2 separate regions of the Mus musculus genome follow, and region 1 is linked to region 2. The links are chromatin contacts, called in public Hi-C maps. All regions are on one chromosome and are shown on one strand. The core of a region is the stretch at or near the end of the contact, and the rest is flanking DNA. Distances in the headings are between cores, read along the strand shown.

Evidence for each region. Hi-C and Micro-C count contacts between places; a contact is called where the count stands out from the background.
Region 1: a Hi-C map of rod photoreceptor shows a contact between it and region 2, with 1.9 times the contacts expected there. The contact joins two enhancer-like sites. A contact is called at or near these places in 5 of 484 Hi-C or Micro-C datasets (embryonic fibroblasts, liver, nephron progenitors and 2 more) and 2 of 115 datasets of contacts at active chromatin or transcription factors (fetal liver and microglia).

The regions. Positions count from the first base shown.
Region 1 is chr5:97,055,485-97,060,350 of GRCm38.p6, forward strand. It overlaps Bmp2k (BMP2 inducible kinase), which reads left to right. Exons shown (of 16, transcript NM_080708.1): 10 at 1,382-1,542. Among named protein-coding and RNA genes, the nearest start is that of Paqr3, 54 kb to the right of the region's middle. Within about 2 kb of position 3,302, at least 8 of the 459 cell types and tissues checked have an H3K27ac peak or open chromatin away from gene starts, as enhancers often do. A contact at or near this core is called in rod photoreceptor, where this site is marked.
Region 2 is chr5:96,952,552-96,957,117 of GRCm38.p6, forward strand. No RefSeq gene overlaps it. Among named protein-coding and RNA genes, the nearest start is that of Gm46916, 13 kb to the left of the region's middle. Within about 2 kb of position 1,565, at least 31 of the 459 cell types and tissues checked have an H3K27ac peak or open chromatin away from gene starts, as enhancers often do. A contact at or near this core is called in rod photoreceptor, where this site is marked.

The DNA.
Region 1 (4,866 bases), core at 2,052-4,551, 100 kb after region 2:
ACTTCATTACATTTTTAGACAGCTTGTACCATACCACTCTGGTCATCTGGTCATCTCCCCTGTTATTATTAGGAGACCTCATACCTACAATATGCTTATACAATTTTCTGGAAAAAAAATTGCCTTCCAAAGTTTTTTTTTTTAATAACTTCATGCACCATAATAGCTTTTGATCATGTGTGCTTCCCTTACCATTCTTGTCTCCTCCCACTGCCCCCCTTCACTTCCTCTTCCCAAACAACCCCCTTCTATATTACTTCCTGTCTTTCTTTTTATCACCTACTGAATTCCTTTAAGGTACCAACCGGAATTTTCTGAAATGTTGTCATGCAGTTTTTTGTTACTTTCCTTTTAGAAAGATAAGTGTTGGGGGGCTCCCTCTAGTGGTACATAGAGGTATTATGAAAGAGGGGTAGTGTGTGCTGCAGGAACTGTGGGCATGATAAATCAGGCATATACAGTGTTAGTTGTTAAATCATTTGAAATCATATTAAGTGAAGTCACTAAAAATATAGGAGAGATTTATTAATGTTTTATAGAGTTTATAAGTATAGAAAGCAAAGTTGAAAAAATATGTAATTTTCAGATTATATTGGTCCCACACTCATGCACATACTGGCAGTACTAAATGGACTGAGTGGGTATCAAAAACAAACAAACAAACAAAAGATCTCATGAAGTTGTGAGGGGCAAGTTTTGAGGGAAATAAGGAGGAAGTTGGAGGGGAGAGATTTGGGGATTGGATTTGTTTCAGATACATTGTGTGCATGTATGAATGCTAAAAATAAATTTACCTATTTTTATTGTTGTTTTGAAATGTCACTTATGTCTGCTAATCCTTGTTTTCAAAATTGTGCTTGCTGTTCTGCTGTGTGCATTTGGGGCTTATGCGGAGTCCCAGTCAGACATTTCTCCTGATTGCCATTCAGTGTTCTAGGACAACAAAGGTTGGGTGAGCAGGCAGCCTGACTTGGCAAGCACTGGCTTCTCTGGTTTTACCTGCTCTAGGAGACAGACAGCATTTTCTTTCTCTTGAGTCCAAGTGAGGGGGATTATTTCTTGTGTCTTTTTAAAGAACTGGATCTGGGTTTTGTACAAAACCCTGTGAGAACATTGCTCTCTGTGCACTCTCAGTCGTAATGCTGTCCCTTAAGTCTCCTGTACTTCCAGCTTGGCAGGCTGACGTTTCAACAGCTATGGCTGCCTGTATTGTTTTCTTTATTAGCTTTATTGAGCTGATATTCTGAGGTGGATACTTAGAAGGAAACCAGATGACTGATGTGGTCATCTGTAATAATCAACTGTGTCTGTATTTTGTAGAATGAATAGTAATTTAGAGATAATTTCATTATTTGGAATGAATTATATTTTTCTATTATAGAATAACAGATACCATTGGACCAACAGAAACCTCAATTGCACCAAGACAAAGACCAAAGGCCAATTCCACTGCTGCCACTTCCAGTGTGCTGACCATTCAGAGTTCAGCAACGCCTGTCAAAGTCCCTGCTCCTGGGGAGTTCAGCAACCACAAACCCAAAGGTAATTAGCCTTTGCAATTCTGACCTTTCGATAAGGTTTGTTTGCCTTGGAGTATAAATAAATTTAATTGACCATCGTAAAGCACAGAGCCCAGTGCTTTAAGGAAAGCCTGGCTACATGGCTCGGTCAGTAACGTGCTCGCTGTGCAGGCATGAGCACCCAGGTGGAGATCCCTGCCCCCTCAGTAAAGACAGATGGGCATGGCAGTGTGCTTCCGCAACCCAGCCTGGGTGTGAGGTGGTGCACGGTGTGGTGGGAGTGGGCCGCTGCGGGGGATGGGCTAGGGGTAGAGACAGGCCTGTTTCCGGTTTGAGGGCCAGCCAGTCCAACTGCAATGACAGCTTAGTGAGAGACTTGTCTTTAACAGAAAAACGTGGGACAGTGACTGAGGACATCCAGACCCCAACCTTTGTCCTCTGCATGTGGATGAGCCCTCTCATGTACACACACGCACACACACACACGCACGCACGCACGCACGCACGCACGCACACACGCACACACGCACCACAAGAAACTGTCTACTGATGTCCCGTAAACCAAACCTTTTTTATTTAAATTAAGGACCTCAACATAAAACCAGATACACTGAATCTGAACTATTTTTTTCTAAAGGCAAAGCAGAGTTATTAGTGATATAAATGTTTATAGAAGTCTCGGTTTGCTTTGATATATGGTCATCTCTTTGATATATGGACCCAAGCTCATCTCTTGGGTCATCAGCCGAGAGCTTTGAGGCTGGCTGTACAAGCGCAGGAGACTTAGATTGGACAGGAAGGGATTTCAAGTTCATCTCGTAGTGTTACAGGTCTCTCGAGCCTTGGGGAAGGAGCCATGTGGAGATGACAGCATAAGCACTGTCTCATTTGATTGTGAGAAATCGTTTTTATAATGCTTTTTTGTTTGAGTCAGGGTTTCTCTGTGTAGCCCTGGTTATCCTGGAACTTGTTCTGTAGACCAGGATGACCTCACACTCACAGAGATCTGCCTGCCTCTGCCTCTGTAGTGCTGGGATTAAAGGGATATGTCACCACCATCTGGCCTGTTTTTATAGTCTTAAAATGCATTATGATTGTGTAATGCCTAAAATAGATATTCCTGTAGAATATCTCCAATAGAGTAAATTTAAATTTTTAAGGTGTCAAAGATGTAGTCTGAAGAGTCACCTCCAGAAGACCCTTATTTACATAATATTTCCTGACAAATCTGTCCTGTTTTAAGTTTTTATTACAGATACTGTAGTGGTTAAGAATACATATTTGAGTCATGAATCCGATTTGAGTTTCATTTCTCCCATTTTCTTTAAACTAACATACATAATAAAAGCATGTGTAGCTGTCTACTCGGATTCCTGAGACCTTTACCTGTCTGCGTAACATAAAGCCTGATCCAGAAGTGTTATGAGATGGTAGCTGTCACTTATTACTACGTAAGTCTAGGCTCAGGGACAGCAGGCGATGCTTCTCTTTGCATTCATTACCTCGCACATTGTGGCAATGAGTTTGTGGTATTGAAATGCATCAATTGGAATATTAAATCCATGGATAGGAGAGATGACATTTTGAACTCATTTGTATATCATTCCCATTTCACTTAAAAATCATTTTCTGTGTGTAGATGTTTTGGCTGTATATATGTATACCATGTATATACTTGGTAGCAGGGTCCAGGAAAGATGTCTTGGAACTGGACTTAGAGACAGTTGTGAGCCACTGTGTATGTGATGGGACCTGACCTGATCCTCTAAGAGCAGGGATTACCCGCAGATGCTGAGCTATCCCTCCAGTCCCCAGTGACATCATTTGCTGTTATTAGTAGTGTGGTGGTGAACAGCTTTACAATCAGTTCTTGACTTCCATGCCGGTGCATTTGTCTGAGGATTATATTAAACATATCTGGGGGCTGGAGAGATGGCGCCTTGGTTAAGAGCCTTTGCTGCTCTTCCAGCAAGCCCTCACTTGGTTCCCAGTTCATACATGAGGCTGCTCAAATCTTCCTGTAAGTCCAGCTCCAAGGGCACCTGCATGAACATGCTCTCTCACACACACCTCTCGTAAAGGAAACTTTAAAGAGGAATATTCATTTACAATTTGTGAACAGTCAGATTTGACCCAAAGATTCCAGGAACTTACAGCATCAGCCACAGTTTCAGTCCCCTTTACTCTGGTCTTTGCAACATTTGAGAGTTGTCCTGAGCCATCTTGGATAGGGTAAGGCATGCAGGTGACTTTACTGGAGGTGGCCCACTGTTTTTGCATGGCTGTGATGGATAAACTGAATTGCAGGGCCTTCAGAAATTTCATCTCAGGAGTGCTTCTTGCAGCTCATATACCTTTCCTATCACTATTACATAGTATAAGGATTCCTGGGCATAGCCCACCCTATTGGGTAGATTTCCTACAGATCAACATAAAGATGAACTTTCATGAATTAATACTGTTTAGATAAATTAATGACTTTATAAAATTCCTCATTTGGTTAAAATAATTTTAGGAAGAAAGTTTTAAAAGATGGTTTTATTTTGCCAAAAAGATATAATAAAATTTGAAGCAAGTATAGAATGTGCCCACTCCTCATAGAAGGTAGGTAAAGGCTGTGTAATAAAGAATACAGTAAACTTTCACAATTACACTGAAAAGAGAAATAGGCTTGAGACAAATTTGTGATCAAAGAAAAACATTCATTTTAGGTCAGATCCAAGGGTGAAGCCACAGATGTGCTCTATGATAAAGCAAGGCCATGTGAAACCATTGCTCTGAACTTATAATGAGCTTACAGATTGGAACACTGCTTTGAACTTACTGCCCACATCCTTCTGTAACTCCCCTTTTGTGTAACATTTTATTTATTTATTTTCTAAGAACTTCTGTCTATAGAAAGTCCAGAGAAAAGAAATAAAATGTGCCTTCGGGGCCTCTGCCCCATCCATCCATTCATCCATCCATCCATCCATCCATCCATCCACCAAATGTCTATGTATGGTATTTGGGGCTCAGCCCCATCTGTACATTTATGTATATATACATGTATACGTATATGTCTATGTATGTAAACACACTTAAATATTTGTGGAGTTGGTTGAGACAGGTGGTTAGAATGTATGTGTGTATGAGTGTGCGTGTGAATCTGTGCATATTGCCTGTGTAAAAGATTTAAATTCTTTTCCTTTCCTTTCTCTTTGGTTCATGAAGAGTTAAGGAGTGTAAGCCTCTCACCTGGCCAGCGAGAGGCTCCAGGGCAAAGGAGAAAGGAACTCTACACTTAGTCCTTTACTTAATTCCCTGAGGCCGCTGCCAGCAGGAATTAATTACCAAATGCCCATCT
Region 2 (4,566 bases), core at 315-2,814:
CATTAAGATGAAATAAGGCTATAAGCAAGTAAAGAAGGTTATGATTCAAAAACTAAGTTTTAGAATGATTTGTCACACTATAGTCAATAAAATAATAGCCAAAAGTATAGATAGTGTTCTAAGTACTTCTTCACTATGCTGTATGAGATGGAATGTGTTATGTTCGGTATGTCTTAGGAATGAGGAAATCTAAGCATAGAAGTTCAGAGGAGTTAAGTTCCCACTCAGGGTTAGCACAACTTGAGAATTAGGTATTGACTCCAAAGTCTGTCTGTGAACCAACAAGCCCTACAAACCATAGTCACACATCCATTCATTCAACGTTTATAGAGAAGCTACCGTGGGCTCGAAGGGTGCACTATCAACCCAAACTAAGAAAAAAGAAAATCCGGTCTCATGGCACTTACTTCTAGTGAAGTAAGCTATAGAAGCTATAGAAGATGGGACAACACCCATTCATATGGTGTGATGGACATTGCTTAAAGATCTGGCTGCTAGCCATCTAGTCAGGTACACCTATTCACACTGGGAAATTATCCACTCTATTAGATGGAGTCTGTGGGGATTGTCACTAAAGGTGCCCAACTCTGCTAGCCATTCCAGCATGGGTGACTTTATTGTAGTATTTGTCTCTTCAGAATAGTAGCAACAAGACTGAGAATTGTTGGAGTTCCATCCCAGTGGTGGCTCCCTGATAAAACTATTGAGAGATCACTGCCACACAGACTTTTACCCCTGCCCAGATTTCAACCTGTTTATAGGCCCTGCTCTACAAATGTATTGATTCTGAGCTACCTGATGGCCTTCTAGAACTGGGAAGGGACTGGCTCTGAGGCTTATGATGAAAGAACTCCAAATCTGGAGCTTAGGAGAAGGTCCCTAAAACTGCTGAGAACCAATCGAATGTTAGTGCCTCCTAATCACCCCTAGAAACTTCATCTCCAGCATCTAAATATGAGCGGCTGGTATTTCCTCAGTCTTATGTAAAATCTTTAAGCCAAACTGCTGCAAGCTTCCTTCCTGAGACTATGTTACCTCAGTAAGAGCTTTGAGAGGAGCCATTCTGAAGCCAACACTGCAAGCCATTTCACAGCAGAGACTGAGGTACAACATCACAGGTTGGTGAAACTGGGATTCAAACCAAACTGTATGGAAAGCTAAGGTTAGAGCTGAGCCTGGCTTCAGAACCAGGCCAGCAGCATACAGACAAGAAAAACCAGCTTCCTAGGCCCCATCTAAACTCACCCAATCAAAATCTCTATGTCAGGGGCCAGGGATTTTCATTTCCACACACTAACCCGTGATCCTGAGTGCTCTCTCCCCCATCCCATCCTGAATTGGATAGCCAAGGTTTTCAGTGCTGGACCAGAGCACAGAGCGCTGTCTAAGATTAGGATGTGGGCATCTGACCTCACTAAAGTGCTGATCCTGATTCAGAAGGTTTGAAGTGAATCGAGAAAGCCTCCCTTCTCATAAATTCCCAGATGACTAGATGGGTCACATGGATCGGGATGAAGCTAAGCCGGAAGCTGGCGTCAGAAGGCAGGGAGGCAGGAGAGAACCAAAAAGCAGGCAGAGCTTCGTACTCATCATGCCTTGGCAAACAGACAGAATGCAGCCTAGGAGCCTGCAAAACCAACAGCTAAGCCTCTTAACGACAGCACCGTTGCTATCCTTCGGGCTTAACCTGTGCGGCTCATAAGCAGTTACAAAACCCGACCCATTAATTATGTCCTCGGATAGCTCCTCTACTGTTCCTGTCTCCCTGATTCCTGGTTCAGCATTTTAAGCTGAAACAAAAACAAAGAGGTGATTCTGAAGTGCAATCTCATGCAATTAGGTGCTTTGTTCTTAATTAGAGTGTAAAGTTCCCTTTCGGTAGGCCTTTGAATCCGAGTAGATAATCAGCTTCATGTTTACTGTTCTAATAAAAACTACTTTATATTATGAAAACGAAAGTGTCTAAAGGCTGACATTGATTCCAAATGATGTATGCTACAGAATCAAATTATTCCAAAGCATTTGTGCATATTCGATTACCAGAACTGGCCCGTCCATCCCTTCCCGTTCATCATTCATCGTTCATCAAAGCATTCAATACTAATTACAACTCAGGTATTATGCTGAGCGCTGGCATATGTTACTGACAGCAGATGGTCCCAAAGGCCTCATTCAGAAACTTGGAAATTGAGTCTCTGCATGGAGTTTAATCAAACTCTTAGGATCTCCTCCGGTGTTGGATTTACTTATTTAGTAGAAGAATGTGTGCAAATCCCTGTTCTGGGTTCTCTGGAGGAGACTGAGAAGTGAGGGTTGAGTTCCAGACAGTGAGAAATGAACAACAGGTGGTCTGGGTTCTGCTCGAAATCCGAGTCACATGAAAATTGGATGTGGATTTGTTTCTGGGTCATTTCCATTCCAGATTTCAGTGTGCACGTTTGGATGTATTATGCATACATATGCATGTCATGTCATACATGTAGGGGTCAGAGGACAACTATGGGAATTGGTGCTCTCTACTATGTAGGTCTTAGGGACATCAGGTTTGGTAGCATGTACCTTTACCTGATGAGCCATCTCACTGGCCCTAAAGTTTAGCCACCACAGTAGTTATATATAAAGGCAAAACTATAATTGAATTTATATTTGTGTAAGTGTAAGCAGTATATTCAGGGTAGTTAGGAGAACCTCAGAGCCCCTTATACCATATACAGAAGTATATTAAGCCTGTTTGAAATTCTCTGATTTATACACAAATTATTTCTAAATTCGCTGTTTTTAACACATATGAATAGTATTAAGTTGTGTCTTAAGCACTCATATAAATTCTTTATGATGGGACTAAGCTGTTTAAAGAAACTCCTGGAAGAGATAGGAGAGAATATGAAAAAGACAGTAAGGCGTCCAGAACCATACAAGACTGGAACAGCAATGCATCATGGGAAGAAGTGCATCATGGGAAGGGTGGGAGTGAAGGGCATCATGGGAAGGATGAGAGTGAAGTGCATCAAGGGAAGGGTGGGAGTAAAGGGCATCATGGGAAGGGTGAGAGTGAAGGGCAGTTGAGCTGAGGAACATATAAGAAGGGTAGAAGAGAAAGAAGAGATGCAGGAGCAGCTCACAATTACCCTGAAGGACTTGAGAAGAAAGGCAACACACCAAAAGCAGCTTTATCTCGTGGGAGAGACCAAAATGGACCAAAGTACCTAGAATAACCACCCACACATCATTCTCTATCCATGGGCACTGCCACGGTCTGCTGTGGTGTTTCCCATATGACCTAATTTTATGTATTGTAAATATATGTTTTTATCTTCAATTTTTTTCAATTAGAATACCTGACCAAGATACCAGGAACTTGATCATGTTCTCTGATGCATTCCCTAAATCTAGATCAACGATTGGCTACAGTGAATATGTAGCAAAATATTAATTGAAAGAATTAATAAATAAAGCTGAAAAGGAGAAGAAAAGACAATAATAACAGTGACCCAAACAGAGATACAATGAACAAAAATGGTAGAAAATAAATGGTAAATAAAACTGCAATTATTGTACAATTTAAGATTTAAGCAGTTATGTGCTGTGCTTTGAGTATGATTTGTTCTGGCCCATGCTCAGACTCGGGCCTGGTGCCCAATTTGTAGAGTTAAGAGTCAGAGCCTTTATGTGGTGATTAGAGTAAGGGGTTTAATATTATTCTCATGACACTAGACTTGTTTCCTTGGAATGGATTAACAGTGTTACAATAGGCTGTTACAAACAAAGCCAGAGGCTGGGTGTGTAGCTTCTGGATAAAGCCTTCCCTAGCATGTACAAGGTCAAGAGTTCAATACACAGGATTGTACTACACCCCAATGCTTCCATCTCTCTTCAGTAGTTCCTACACGCACTGTTGCTTTCTAGTCCATTCCACTGTTGTTTCACCCAGACCTTCTTCACCTCTGGAACCATGAGCCCCAAACTCTCTTCTCTGTAACTTACCCAGTCTTAGTAACTCTGAAACAGAAAGCAGATTAAGACAATATATGAGACCCTAAATAGATTCAAATACATTCAGCTCCAACTGTAGCATCAAAAAAAAAATTTATACACACACACACACACATATACATACACACACACACATATATACGTATATGTATATATATATATATATATATATATTCTTTTGTTTTATATATGTATATAAAACATATATAAAACAAAAGAATGTAACAATTCTAGGAGAGGAAAAACTGGTCCCTTGATTCCAACTTAAAGGATACTCAAACTACAGAAAAGCTCTAAGCCTTTCCACCCTTGGCTACAGAAAAGAGCTTTCTAGAAAAGCTTCCTTGCCCTGGGGCATCTTTGGACCCTGTGTGTAATGTCACTGGAGGGAGCATCAAAACTTAGTGGAATCTGCTCAGAAAAAGAAGAAAATGCTCTGGGATAAATAACCCGTATTAAGCCAGTGACTAGTCAGAAAGGACAATTGGACTAACCAGCCCTCCTGCCTGTCACTCCCTCCCCTCCCCACAGACAGTGCCCTATTGTTCGGATTGTGTTTATCTGAGAGGAGAC